2 separate regions of the Sus scrofa genome follow, and region 1 is linked to region 2. A link is a contact called in public Hi-C data. All regions are on one chromosome and are shown on one strand. Each heading gives the region's core, a stretch centred on a gene start, on an enhancer-like site or on the middle of the called end of the contact. The rest is flanking DNA. Distances are from core to core; before and after follow the strand shown.

The links. A called contact is a pair of places that touch in the nucleus more often than the background predicts.
Region 1: a Hi-C map of skeletal muscle shows a contact between it and region 2, with 4 times the contacts expected there. The contact joins the promoter of METTL5 here to the promoter of BBS5 in region 2. A contact is called at or near these places in 1 of 5 promoter capture datasets (skeletal muscle), 1 of 47 Hi-C or Micro-C datasets (skeletal muscle) and 1 of 2 datasets of contacts at active chromatin or transcription factors (skeletal muscle).

Annotation. Positions count from the first base shown.
Region 1 is chr15:76,106,415-76,113,158 of Sscrofa11.1, reverse strand. METTL5 (methyltransferase-like protein 5) reads left to right here and starts at 4,797. Exons shown (of 6, transcript XM_005671924.3): 1 at 4,797-5,233. The coding sequence starts at 5,125.
Region 2 is chr15:75,846,653-75,852,813 of Sscrofa11.1, reverse strand. It overlaps BBS5 (Bardet-Biedl syndrome 5 protein), which reads right to left and starts at 1,954. Exons shown (of 11, transcript XM_005671912.3): 1 at 524-1,954. The coding sequence starts at 582. It overlaps LOC110257198 (a long non-coding RNA gene), which reads left to right and starts at 535. Exons shown (of 2, transcript XR_002339480.1): 1 at 535-689; 2 at 1,948-2,460.

The sequences.
Region 1 (6,744 bases), core at 3,548-6,047, 260 kb before region 2:
ATCCTGAAGTATAAATTAAAACCACACTGAGATATCACTATGTTTCTATCCGAATGGCTAAAATGAAAAATAGTAGTAACATCACATGCTGGCTAGGATGCAGAGAAATTGGATCACTCATATATTATTTGTGGGAATGTAAAATGGTATAGCCACTCTGGAAAACAATTTCACAGTTTCTTAAAAAATTAAACAATTGCACAACCAGGTACTTATTCCAGAGAAATGAAAATTTATGTTCACACAAAAACTGTACACAAGTTTCCATAGCAACTTTACTTGCAGTAGAGAAAAGCTTGAAGCAACCCAGATGTTCTTCAATGGGTGAACATTTAAACAAATTGTGGTACAGCCATACCATGAAATAAAAAGGAAATTTTTTTTTCTTTAGGGCCACACCTGAGGCGCATGAAAGTTCCCAGGCTAGGGATCAAATTGGAGCTATGACTCCCAGCCTACACCAGAGTCACAGCAACAGGACCCAAGCCACATGTGCAATCTAGCCACAACTTGTAGCAAAGTTGGATACTTAACTGAGAAAGGCCAGGGATGGAACCCACATCCGCATGGATACTAGTTGGGATCTTAACACACAACTGAACTCCAAAAATGGAACAAACTATTGATAAACACATCAACTTGGAACTATCTTCAGAAAATTATGCTGAGTCAAAAAAAAGCAAGTGCTGGAGTTCCAGCTGTGACACAGTGAGTTAAGAATCCCACTGCAGCAGCTCCAGTAGCTGCAAAGGTAGGGGTTCAATCCGTAGCCCCAGGCAGGGGGGTTAAATGATCTGGTGTTTGCTGTAGATGCTGTGGCTCAGATTCAGTCCCCGGCCTGGGAACTTTGATATGCCTCAGGTGTGGCCATTAAAAAAGAGGGAGGAGTAGTTCACAGATTTGGCTCAGATCTGGTGTTGCTGTGGCTGTGGAGTAGGCTCCAGCTGCAGCTCCAATCTGACCCCTAGCTGGAGAATTTCCATATGTTGCAGGTGCAACCAAAAAAAATAAAATTAAATTAAAAATAAAATTAAAAAAAGAAAAAAAGCCAGTGCCAAAAGTTTACATACAGTATGACTCCATTTATATAAAATTATTTGAAATGACAAGATTCTAAAAATGAGAACAGATTAGTAGTTGCTAGAGTTTCGAGTGGCTAAACAGGGAGTAGGGGGCAGCATGAAGTGGGTGTGGCTACCAAAGTGCAAAGGAAAGGACCTTCCTGGTGATGGAAATGCTGTCTCCCCCTCCTTTTTTTGGCCATATTCACTGTCATGCATAAGTTTCTGGGTCAGGGATCAAACCTGAGCCACAGCAGCAACCCAAGACACAGCAATGACAATGCCAGATCCTTAACCAGCTGATCCACCAGGCAACTCCCAGAAATGCTGTCTCTTGACTATCTGTCAATATCCTGGTTGTGATACTGTACTACAGTTTGGCACAATGTTATTGCTAGGGGAAACTGAGTAAAAGATAAACAGGATTTCTATGTGCTTTTTTTATGATTCCATATGAATCTACTAGTTATTAAATGAAAACTTAAAAAAAAATAGGGGAAAAAAAAACACCTTTAGCTAAGCTGGGTCAATTGTCCTTCCCTATATCCAGCTAGTCTGGATGATCCATTCAGCTCAAACTACTTATTCTAGCTCTTCCCTCTCAATAGATACCACCACCATCACTGCCACCAAGTATCTGCATTTGTTATATGACAAAGAACTTTATGTACTTACTTTACGTGCTAAGAACTTTACTTGTGTGAACTCATTTAATCCTCATAACAGATAACTTTGAATTCTACTCTTCATAGGAAGGAGCAGCCTCAGACACCACTTCTCTACTTCATCCTCATCCATCCACTCCTATTCATCTTCCTTTCATAATGAAAAGAAGGATCCATTCCCCAAATTAAGGGCAAGTCCTTTCACTTGAAACACTGAATCCTTCCTTCTTATGATCCTAACTCCACCTGATATCCTTTTCCTTGCGTTTTAAACTCCTGCCTTTCTACTACCTCTACTCTGTCTGAATTTAGGTAAGTCTACGAATCCTCCTATCAATTAAAAAATAAGAAGTGGAGTTCCCATTGTGGCAGAGCATGTTAAGAACCCATCTAGTATCCATGAGGACATGGGTTTGATCCCTGGCCTTGATCAGCAGGTTAAGGATCCAGTGTTGCTGTGAGCTGTGGTGTAGGTTGCAGAGGAAGCTTGGATCTGGCATTGCTGTGGCGGTGGTGCAGGCTGGCAGCTGCAGCTCTGATTTGACCCCTAGCCTTCCATAGGCCACAGGTGGGGCCCTAAAAAGAAAAAAAAAAAATTTATTAAAAAATAAAAAGCTTCCCCCAACCTTACTAAACATAAACCACTCTCACCCCTCTTTTAGTGGCTGCTTTTCTTAAGAATTGTTCACATTTACTTTTTCTACTTCTTTGACTTTTGAAACCAAGCAGAGCCCTCTGGGGCTCCTGGGCACTAAAGACTTTCTGTGTCCCCCATTTCTTATTTTTAGGAAATAGACCTCATTCAGCCTCCATGACTTTCCCAGAATTGCAAAGGGCAGATTCAAATAGCTGCTTATCAGGGAAGGGGGTGGATCAGAAACAAAAAATGAGCAGTCCAGGAAAAATAGTGTAGCCTTGGGCAGGGTCCTGGTTCTCCCTCAAGGACTATACATAACGCCATATTTGAGTTCTTCAGAATTAACCCCCCTCCCCTCAACAAATGAAAGATGTTAACTACTTGATGAAGCATTTTTCATTCGAGAGAGAAGGAAGACCACCAGAACCAGTCCTTGGGCTGCTAAACACCAGCTTTGAAGAATGCAAGCTTCCATCTACCCTAATCCTTACCTGTGGCCTTATTTTCCACTCCAAAACTTTAAGACCACCTCCTATACTCTCCCAGTGATGGGGGGTGGGGCACAGTCTGTGCCCTGCTGTGATCTTTGCCTGACAAAGCAATACAAGCTTTTTTTTTCTCCTTCACCCCACACTCTGTCTCAACATTTCTATTCCACACCAGTGGACACGTATCCCAAACGCAGCCTCTGTACACTGCACCAACTAGGTTTCAGAGGTTTGGGTGAAGCAGAAAGAATAGCTTCATTGCTTTGCCAAGCAAAGGAGGCCACAGCAGGCTAACTCCTCAAATCTGTGTCTTGCCTTGAGAGAGGATAGCAAGGGGTTTTACAGGTTTAGCTCAGGGAGTTCCCTTGAAGGCTCAGTGGTTAATGAACCTAAGATCCACGAGGTTGTGGGTTTGATCTCTGGCCTCGCTCATCGGATTAAGGAGCTGCCACTGCTGTGAGCTGGAGTTTAGGTCCCAGACTCCGCTTGAATCCAGCGTTACTGTGGTTGTGGCATAGGCCAGCAGCTGTAGCTCTGATTTGAGCCCTAGCCTGGGAACTTGCATATCCCGAGGGCGTGGCCCTAAAAAGCAAAAAATTTAAAAATTAAAAATATAGGTTTAACTCTGAAGACAGGGTTATTGATCAAGGTGTCTGCATTATTCTCCCTTCGTAGATCATTTCAGAGTCATAAAGGCCTGCATCAGATGGTCCGGTGATGGTTTTCTGGTTGTTTAGGGGTTATTGTTCCTTGACCTTTTCTCTGGAAAGACTATTGCTTACAGGGAGGGGTGTTAGGGAGGGTTCCAACTACAAAAGAAAACACTAGGTGCAATAAAACACTAGGTGCAATATAACTCTAGAAAATAAACATTAGTAAAAGAAAGCAGTTAAGCAAGCAAGAGATCATAGGTGAAAAGCCAGTTAGAGTAAGCTTGTGGGCCAAGGCAGGGCATAATATCACAGAGATTGTTTTAACTAGTTTTAGCTCTAACAATATTTTCTAATCATTAACTCTTGTGTCAGCCTTTTGAGACTGAGGGGAGGCCAGGAAGCCTAAAGGAAAAGTCTTTTACTTCAAAAGACAAAGACTTAGGAGCTTGTACATAGAGATAGAGGCAGAGCAAATTTCAGCAATGCTTACGCTTGGGTCCTCAATCCACTACAATTTGACTTCTGCTCCTACTCTGTGAAAGCCTAACTTTTTTTCCAGCGTTTGACACCATTTCCTACTCTCTCTCTCTTTTTTTTTTTTTTTTTTTTTGGTCTGCTTGTGGCCACACCTGCAGCACAAGGACGTTCCCAGGCTAGGGGTGGAATCAGAGCCACAGCTGCCGCCCTACGCCAGAGCTACAGCAATGCCTCTGGATCTTTAACCCACTGAGCCAGGCCAGGGATTGTACCCCCATCCTCATGGATCCTAGTTGGGTTTCTGATGAGCCACAAGGGAAACACCAACAACTTCCTATTCTTTAAATTCTCTTTTGTTTGGGCTTCTCTGACGTCACACCTTGTGAGAGTTGAGGTACGTGACACAAGTGACTTAAAAAGAGGGAAACAGAAGGAAAATGCAAACAGCAAAGGCTGCAAAGATGAGTGTGGGCTGCTACTTTTTGAGAGGGGCCTTGAGAGGCGGCAGAGCCGGCCACAGTGGGCATTAAAACAAAGTGACCATGACTCTCATCCTCACTTTCACTCTTTTCCTAACCCTCTTCCTTTGGGGACTCCAAGATACTCAAGGAAAAATGAGAAGGTAAGGCCCTCGCAACAGGCGGCGGGGCGGGGCCTGCGGAAAAGGCGAGCTCTGCCGGCGGCCCAAACAGCCCGACGAAGGAGGGGGAGGTGGCGCTTCCGGCCGGCGTAACCCTTGCGCAGGGCCGCGGATGCAGCTCGGGAGCAGGCGGCTCTACAGCGTTCGGGTGTGCGTGTGCGCATGCGTGTGCGCGTGCGTTGCTGCACTTCCGGCTGAGGCGAGCGCAACCTCTGGAAGTGTTGGGCCACCGCATGAGGAGCTCTCGCGTCTCTAAGGCAGTCAGTTATTCACTCCTGCCCGGTGTATCACCTGTATCCGTACGGGATACCCTGGAGCTGGCGCTGGGAAGAGAGCGGGAACCGCCTGGGCCTGGTGCACCTTTCGCGTCTTGCGTTCCCTGACTGGCTCTCATCCAGCTGCGCCGAAAGGGGCAAGGGATCAGAGTTGGGGAGAAGATCCAGGTGAAGTTTCTCTGCAGATCCAGCGCCGTTAAACCTTTCGAGCGCACAGTTTTTTTAAAAATGAAGAAATTAAGGCTTAAGGAACTAGAAAGTCGCCTGCAACAAGTGGATGGATTCGAAAAGCCCAAGCTACTTCTAGAACAGTATCCAACCAGGCCGCACATTGCAGGTAGGGCGGCTGATGTTCACGCCCTTGTTTCGCGGGTTAGTCCTGTCTGCTCATTTCGTAATGAAAATAGAACAGTTATTTGGATACCGGCAACGTCTAGAAAGACGTTGCTCTAAGATTACTTATTGCGTTAGAGAGGACTCGACACCGCGGCCAAAGACACGCACGTACAAGACACTATCGTTTTATTATCTGGTTTTCTGCATACCTCTTAACACTGTCAGACATCTTTTTAATGTATTTGTTAATCTAATTACACTTCGAACTCCTTGAGGGCGAAAATGTGCTGGTCTTGTTTACACAACTCCCAGTTAGAAGAGTTCCTTGAACTACTTGGGAGCTCAGTAAATTATTTGCTAAATAAGGATCAATTTCCTAGTGCAACACATTGCCAGCCCAAGGATTCCTTGCCCTAGAAATAAATACTACAGTTGGTAGCAGAAAGACTTGAGTTTTAACAATCCAGAATAGGTGCTATATAAAGATGAGGATGCATTTCAATTTTAACAAATGATCTGAAAATCAGCAGTATTGCTTGATGTGAGAGATTGATACTGGAAGTATAAAAATACAGAAAAAAACATTTGTATTTAATAAACATTACTGGAGTTCCCTTTGTGGAATAGCTTTGGCCTAACGGGATCATGGGATCATTGGTGGCTTTGGAGACAAAGGGATGTAGGTTGGATCCCTAGTGGGCACAGTGGGTTAAGGATATGGTGTTGTGGTGCAGCTGCTGGGTAGGTTGCAACTGGGGCTTGGATCTGATCCCTGGCTAGGGAACTCCACATGCCAGCAGGTGGCCAAAAACAGAAAAAAATAAATAAACATTACCAGAGTCATTGGAGGAGTCAGGTAGATTAATTTGTTGTGGATATCTGCAAGGAGAAATCCCTCCCCGCCCCCAAGAAAATGAAGGAAAAAATGTGTATACCTGCACTTAACTCCAATGTATAGTCTTTAATTCCAACCAAAAATTGGCACAAAATTGTGTCTGGGTTAAGACCAGTTATCTCACTTTAGATAATGATTTCCTTAATGTCTTCTGGCTGTAGGGTTTCATAGTAGAATCCTTATTTTTTCCCCAAGTAACAATCAGTTGTTTGAAACCCCTGTGTGTCACATACACATGGTTGTGCTAATTCTTTGAAATACTAGCTTCAAAGTCACTAATACCTGCCGCAATCGCTAGAACAGCACAGACAGCCTGAGACATCCCTGTAATTGTGTTTTTAATAAAACCTCTGGATCCTGGGACATCAGTGATGCCCAGCAGCCCTTGGTGAATTCAGATATCCACAGGGAGATAGCAGTGGAGTATTCATGCTTAACCTACATCATATTCCACACCTTCATGTATTTGAAAGATCTTTCCCATCTCAGAAGCTTTGCTCTGCTCCTCAATAGTTCTCTTCTCTGGTCTCATTGGTAGGATATATGTGTCTGTAGATCATGAATATACGTGTCTAAAGGCTGTACTGTGGATGTAGCTTTTTCCTTTCCCATTCTAG
Region 2 (6,161 bases), core at 705-3,204:
TTCCATGACTAGGAATTTTGGAGAATGTTATTCCCACTTGCCTCGTTTTCACAGGGAGACTTATGCTTAGAACGGTCAAGTCATTTTTCTAAGGACCCACAATGTGTGTCTCTATTCTAAACCTAGTTTCAGAACCCTAGTTTCCTGAGTCCCTCCTTCCACCACGCGACACCGGCACCCCAAGCTCACTGGGGTGTGCTGGACGCACAAGCCTTAGGTGGTCCCTGCTGTGTCTGGGTTCACCTTCCTGACAGGTCCCCCGTGGCCAAGACTGGGCCGGAGATCTCACGAGGCGGAAACCGGGTACAATTCTAGGCGTGCTCCGGCCGTGGCGCCAGCCTCGGGAGGGCCGCAGGGCCCCAGCCAGTCTCTGGTATCCCGAGATGAGGACAGCTGGCGCCAACCTCTTCCCACCCTCGCGAGGAGAGCGGTGGGGGTCTCAGGCTCCGCCCGCGAGTCTAGAAACCGCGCGCAGCGGCGCCCTCTACAGGTCCCAGGCCTCTGGGGAATCTTGGCGACTCACTGTGCGGACACATCGAAGCGGACATCCCGGTCCTCCCAAAGCGCGTCCAACACCGACATGATGTCCGCAGAGGTGGAGGCCGAGCGGCGTCTCGCCGGTACCAAGGCAACGGAGCCACCTCGGTCACGACGTCTACGGGGGGTGCCGAGGCCCAAAATTCCTCCAGGTAGTCTGCGCGCTTTCCGGCCCTAGTCGACTGGTAAAGCCGATTTGAGGCTTTCGGCAAGATTGTGCGACTCAGGGAAGCGTAGCTGGCCAGCTCTCAGGAGCGGGTGCTTGACTTATGAGCGACCTTCCTCGCCTCCTGGCACGCCTCCTTATGCTGCCCCACTCATTCCCTACATCTCTCCTTGCTGCTAAGATTTAGACTTAAAACTAAATTCCTCAACTGGCCCAGCCCACCTTTTGGAGTCCTCGCGCCTTTTGCCCACTCTCCACCCCGGCTGGACTCAGAGGCCTCTTTCTCTGTCTGGAACTCTTGTTTCTCCAGATCTCTGCATGGCGGTCCTTTATCACTCAAGTCTCCCCTCAGAAGTGAACTGAAGCGGTCGTTAAGCTTTCTTCTACTAAGTGCCCCGAGGACGGGGCCTGCTGGAGCTAGTTCCCTTCGAGCAGAGCCCAGCACAGAGTAGGCACTCAATGAGTACTTTTTGAATGAATCAAAGTGCCGTCCTTTCCTCAGCTTGGGACACTTTAAACCAGTGGTTCCAGGTGTGATCCGAGAATTCCAGGAGGTCCTCAAGATCCTTGCAGGGTGCTGACAAGGTCACAGTGTATTCATAATAACATTATTTGCCTTTTTAACTCTCAATCTTTGCATATACAATACAGAGGAGTTTTTCAGAGGCCATATGATGTGGAATTGATTGTGGAAGAGAAATGAGAAGACAGCTGTCTTAACAGTAAGCTGGACATTAGAAAGATTTGCAAAAATGTAAAGCAATCTTACTCTCCTCACAGATTTTTTGAAAAATATGTGAAAATATAACATGTTCATTTATAGTGAGGTTATTTTTACTTTTTAATGAATTCGGTGAATTTTTAAATAGCTCAATAGATATCAGTAGGTATAGCCTATATAAACAAAAGCTCTTTCAGCATGAAGGGGTCCTGAGATAAAAAGCTTGATAATTGCAGCTTTAATTTCTCTGGTGCTCCTGTGTATCAGTCTCTGTGCCAAAGATGGGATACTACTAATATGAAAGGCATGAGGAGTTTTTCTCAGGTTGAAGAGTGTAACTGAGACAAAGGAACATGTGGTGGACACATACTAAAGTGGCCCCCAGTGAGTCATGCCCTTGTATAGTCCCCTGCCCTTGGATGTGAGCAGAACCTGTGACTTGCATCTAGCCAATAATATATAAAAAGGATGATGGGATGTAAAAGTGATGGAATATCCTTCCCTCCTTTATACTATGTTATAGAAGACTGGATCTCAGCTGACTGAGCAAGAGAGACTCTCTTGTTTTCCTTGAAGAAGCCAGCTGCTGTGAGACCTCCTTTACTCCAGTGGCCTCATGTTGTATAGGTGCAAGGACCTGAAATCTGCCAACAACCTGAATGAGGTTGGAACCAGATCTTTTCCCCATTAAAACTTCTGATGAAGCTTTAGCCCCAGGAAATATCTGGATTGCAGCCAGTTTGTATCCCTAAGCAAAAAACCCAGGTAAGTCATGCTTGGATTTCTGATCTATAGAAACGCAGATAAAAAATGTCTGTTGTTTTAAGATGTGGTCATTTGTTAAATACTGCAATAGAAAACTAAGATGAGCATTCCTGCTGTGGTGCAACTGGATAGGCAGTGTCTTTGGAGCGCTTGGATGCAGGTTTGATCCTTAGCTGGGATCAAAGGTCCTGGCCTTGCCCCGTTTATGACTTGGATCTGATCCCTGGCCAGAGAAGTCCATATGCTGCAATATGACAAAAAAAAAAAAAAAGAAATAAAAAAAATCTAAGACAGATATTGGTATCAGGAGTGTTGTGCTACTTTAACAAACGGCAGAGGTTATTAAATCCAGCAAAATTCTACTGGTAGGAAGCAGGCTGATAAAGTTACCTGCAAACATATACTACATTTCATGAAAAAGGAAAGATGGGGAGTTCACACTGTGCCTCATTGGTAATGAACCCTACTAGTATCAATGAGGATGCAGGTTCAATCCCTGGCCTCGCTCAGTGGGTTAAAGATCTAGTATTACCTTAAGCTGCAGCATAAGTCACAGATGCGACTCAGATCCAGTCTTGCCATGGCTGTGGTGTGGGCTTCAGCTGCAGCTCTGATTTGACCCCTAGCCCATGAACTTCCATATGTTGCAGGTGCAACCCGAAAAAGGGAAAAAAAAAAAAAAAAAGAAAGAAAGAAAGAAAAGAAAAAGGAAAGATGATTCTGAGGAAAGAAGCAAGAGCCTAGAGGGCATAGCTAAGAGCCATGAAAGATTAATTCCCAGATCTTAAAATTTAATAAAAGTCCAACATTTGCCAGAATGGATGTCAGAATTTTTATATGCCAGTGACTCATTTGTACCTTCCATTTCCCCACTTTTTAACTGGAATGTCTCTAATGTTGTCCTGTGTCTGTCCCACCATTGAATGATGGGAATGTTGGGATCATCAGTCTCTTTAGTTTCACAGGTCATCAAGGGGCATCGTGCTTCAAGGAACTGCTCTTAATACAGTCAGGAGCCTCATTTGCTCAGATATAAATGATTTAGATGATGAAATCTTGGCGTCTGAGCTGATGCTATAATGTGATGAGAGGGGAACCATGAAAGGAGTGAACGGTTTTTTTTTCCCTTTGGGAGAGTCATGAATTGTCGAGGACCATAGCCAGAATTCTAGGTGGCCTCTAAGGTTCCCATGGTATACATACCTTATGTAATCTCCTTCCCATGGAATGTGGGAGAATTTATGAAAATTATAGTATATCAGTGCTGTGGCTATATTATGTTATATGGCATAGATGGAAGAGTTTTGCAGATATGTTAATGCCTTTTGAGTTAGTCAAAAGGGAGGCTATCCTTGGTGGGCCTGACCTTATCAGGTGAGCCCTCAAAAGAAACATTTTTGTTGGCTTTGATGAAACAGTCTCCAAGCTGTGAGAGAGCCACATGACTAGGAACTGAGGTCAGCCTTTAAGAGCTGAGAGGCAGCAAGAAAAGCGGAATTACAGTCAACGAGCCACTAGGAACTAATTCTGCCAAGGAACCTGAATGAGCCTAGAAGAGGACTCCAAACCTCAGATGAGATCACATCCTTGCTGACACCTCCATTTCAGGGAAGACCCTGAACAAAGAACTCAGTCCAGACTCCTGACCCACAGAAAACACTGTGAAACAGTAAGTTTGTATCTTCATGCACATTTGCCCTTAACTCCAGGTCCCACTTGTTTGCTTTATACAGTTTTTTTTTTTTTTTTTTTTTTTTGTCTTTTTAAGGCCTCACCGATGGCATACGGAGGTTCCCAGGTTAGGGGTTGAATTGGAGCTACAGCTGCTGGCCTACACTACAGCCACAGCAATGCCATATCCGAGCCACCTCTGCAACCTACACCACAGCTTATGGCAGCACCAGATCCTTAACCCTCTGAAAGGGACAGGGATCGAATCTGCATCCTTTTGGATACTAGTCAGATTCATTTCCACTGAGCCATGACAGGAACTCCCTTTTTCATTATTTTAAATATGGTAACACACTACATAATATGCCATACTGTAAATTAATTTTGAGTGTGCTAGAATTTTATATAAATGTGTATTAAATTATTTACTCTGGAGTTCCCATCGTGGCACAGTGGTTAACGAATCCGACTAGGAACCATGAGGTTGCGGGTTCGGTCCCTGCCCTTGCTCAGTGGGTTAACGATCCGGCGTTGCCGTGAGCTGTGGTGTAGGTTGCAGACGCGGCTCAGATCCCACGTTGCTGTGGCTCTGGTGTAGGCCAATGGCTACAGCTCCGATTCAACCCCTAGCCTGGGAACCTCCATATGCCGCGGGAGCGGCCCAAAGAAATAGCAAAAAGACAAAAAAAAAAAAAAAAAAAAAAAAAAAAAAAAAATTATTTACTCTATGTAGTCTCCTTTGTATCTGGCTTCTTTCATTTTGCAGAATATTTTGAGGTTCATCCATATTGATACATGTGCCAATAGTTTGTTCCTTTTTATTGAGGTCTTGTTTTGCATTCTATGGATATACTGCAGTTTGTTTCACCTGTTGAACATTTTGGTAATTTCTGGTTTTTATCCTTAATAAAATTTCTAGGAACAATCATGCATAAGTCTTTTTGTGGATATAGATTTTCGTTTCTTTTAGGTAGATTCCTAGGAGTGGAATTGCTAGGTTATACGATAGGTGTATGTTTAATAGCCAACTGTTTTCCGTCACAGTTGTACCATTTTGCATTTCCATCAACAAAGCATCTCTATCAATTATCAATCTTTTTAACTTTAGACATTCTAGTGGGTATGTATATAGGGGTAACTCATTGTGGTGTTTTTTTGGGTTTTTTTTTTTACGTCTGCACCCGCAGCATATGGAAGTTCCTGGGCTAGGTGTCAAGTTAGAGCCACAGCTGCTGGCCTGTGCCACAGCTTGTTGCAATGCCAGATCCTTAACCCACTGAATGAGGCCAGGGATCAAACCTGCATCCTCACAGGAGACTAGTCAGGTTCTTAACCTACTGATCCACAGTGGGAACTCCTCATTGTGGTTTTACATGTATTTCCCTGTTAACTAATGCTATTAACCATCTTTTCATGTGCTTATTGAACGTTTGTAAAGCTTTTTTGTAAAGTGTTTATGTCATTTCACATTTTTTTTCTCTTTTTTTGGCCATCCTATGGCATAGGCCAGGGATCAGATCTGAGCAGCAGACTGGACCTAAGCTGCAGTTGTGACAATGCTGTATCCTTAATCCACTGTGCAGGGCTGGGAATAGAACTTGCGTCTCAGTATTCCCAAGATGCTGTTGATCCTGTTGTGCCACATCGGGAACTCCTGTCGTTTTACATTTTTGTCATTTTACATTTTTAATGAGTGGTTTTCTTTTTCTTTTTTTTTTTTTTAAACACTCCAATGCCAATGTATTTTTAAAAAGGGTTCTGTGTAATTCTATGGTTGGTTTGTCCCCCTTTTTTTGGTATAATTGTGCAATGAGTGGTTTTCTAATTATTGAAGTTTGTAAGAGCAAAGTCCTTTGTTAGATATATGTATTGTGAATATTTTCTCTCAGTCTCTGGCTTGGCTTTTCATTTCTTAATTTTATCTTCCTTAGAGCAGTTTTTAGTTTTTAACATTAATGAAATTTAATTGATATTTTTCTTTTCTATTTAATGTTTTTTTGTGTGTGTGTCCAGTCTGAGAAATCTGTCCCAACCCAAGATCACAATATTTTCTTCTAGAAGTCTTGACAGTTTTAGATTTTCATTTATGCTTGATATGTTTCAGGTTAATTTTAATATATAACACAAGGAAAGTTAGAGGTTCATTTTTGTTATCCATGAGATTCCTTTATTTTTTATATGGATATTCAGTTGTTCTAGCACCACTTTTTTTGTTGAAGTATAGTTGGTACAACATTATATAAGTTACATATGTGCAATATAGTGATTCACAATTTTTAAAGGTTATATTCCATTTATAAT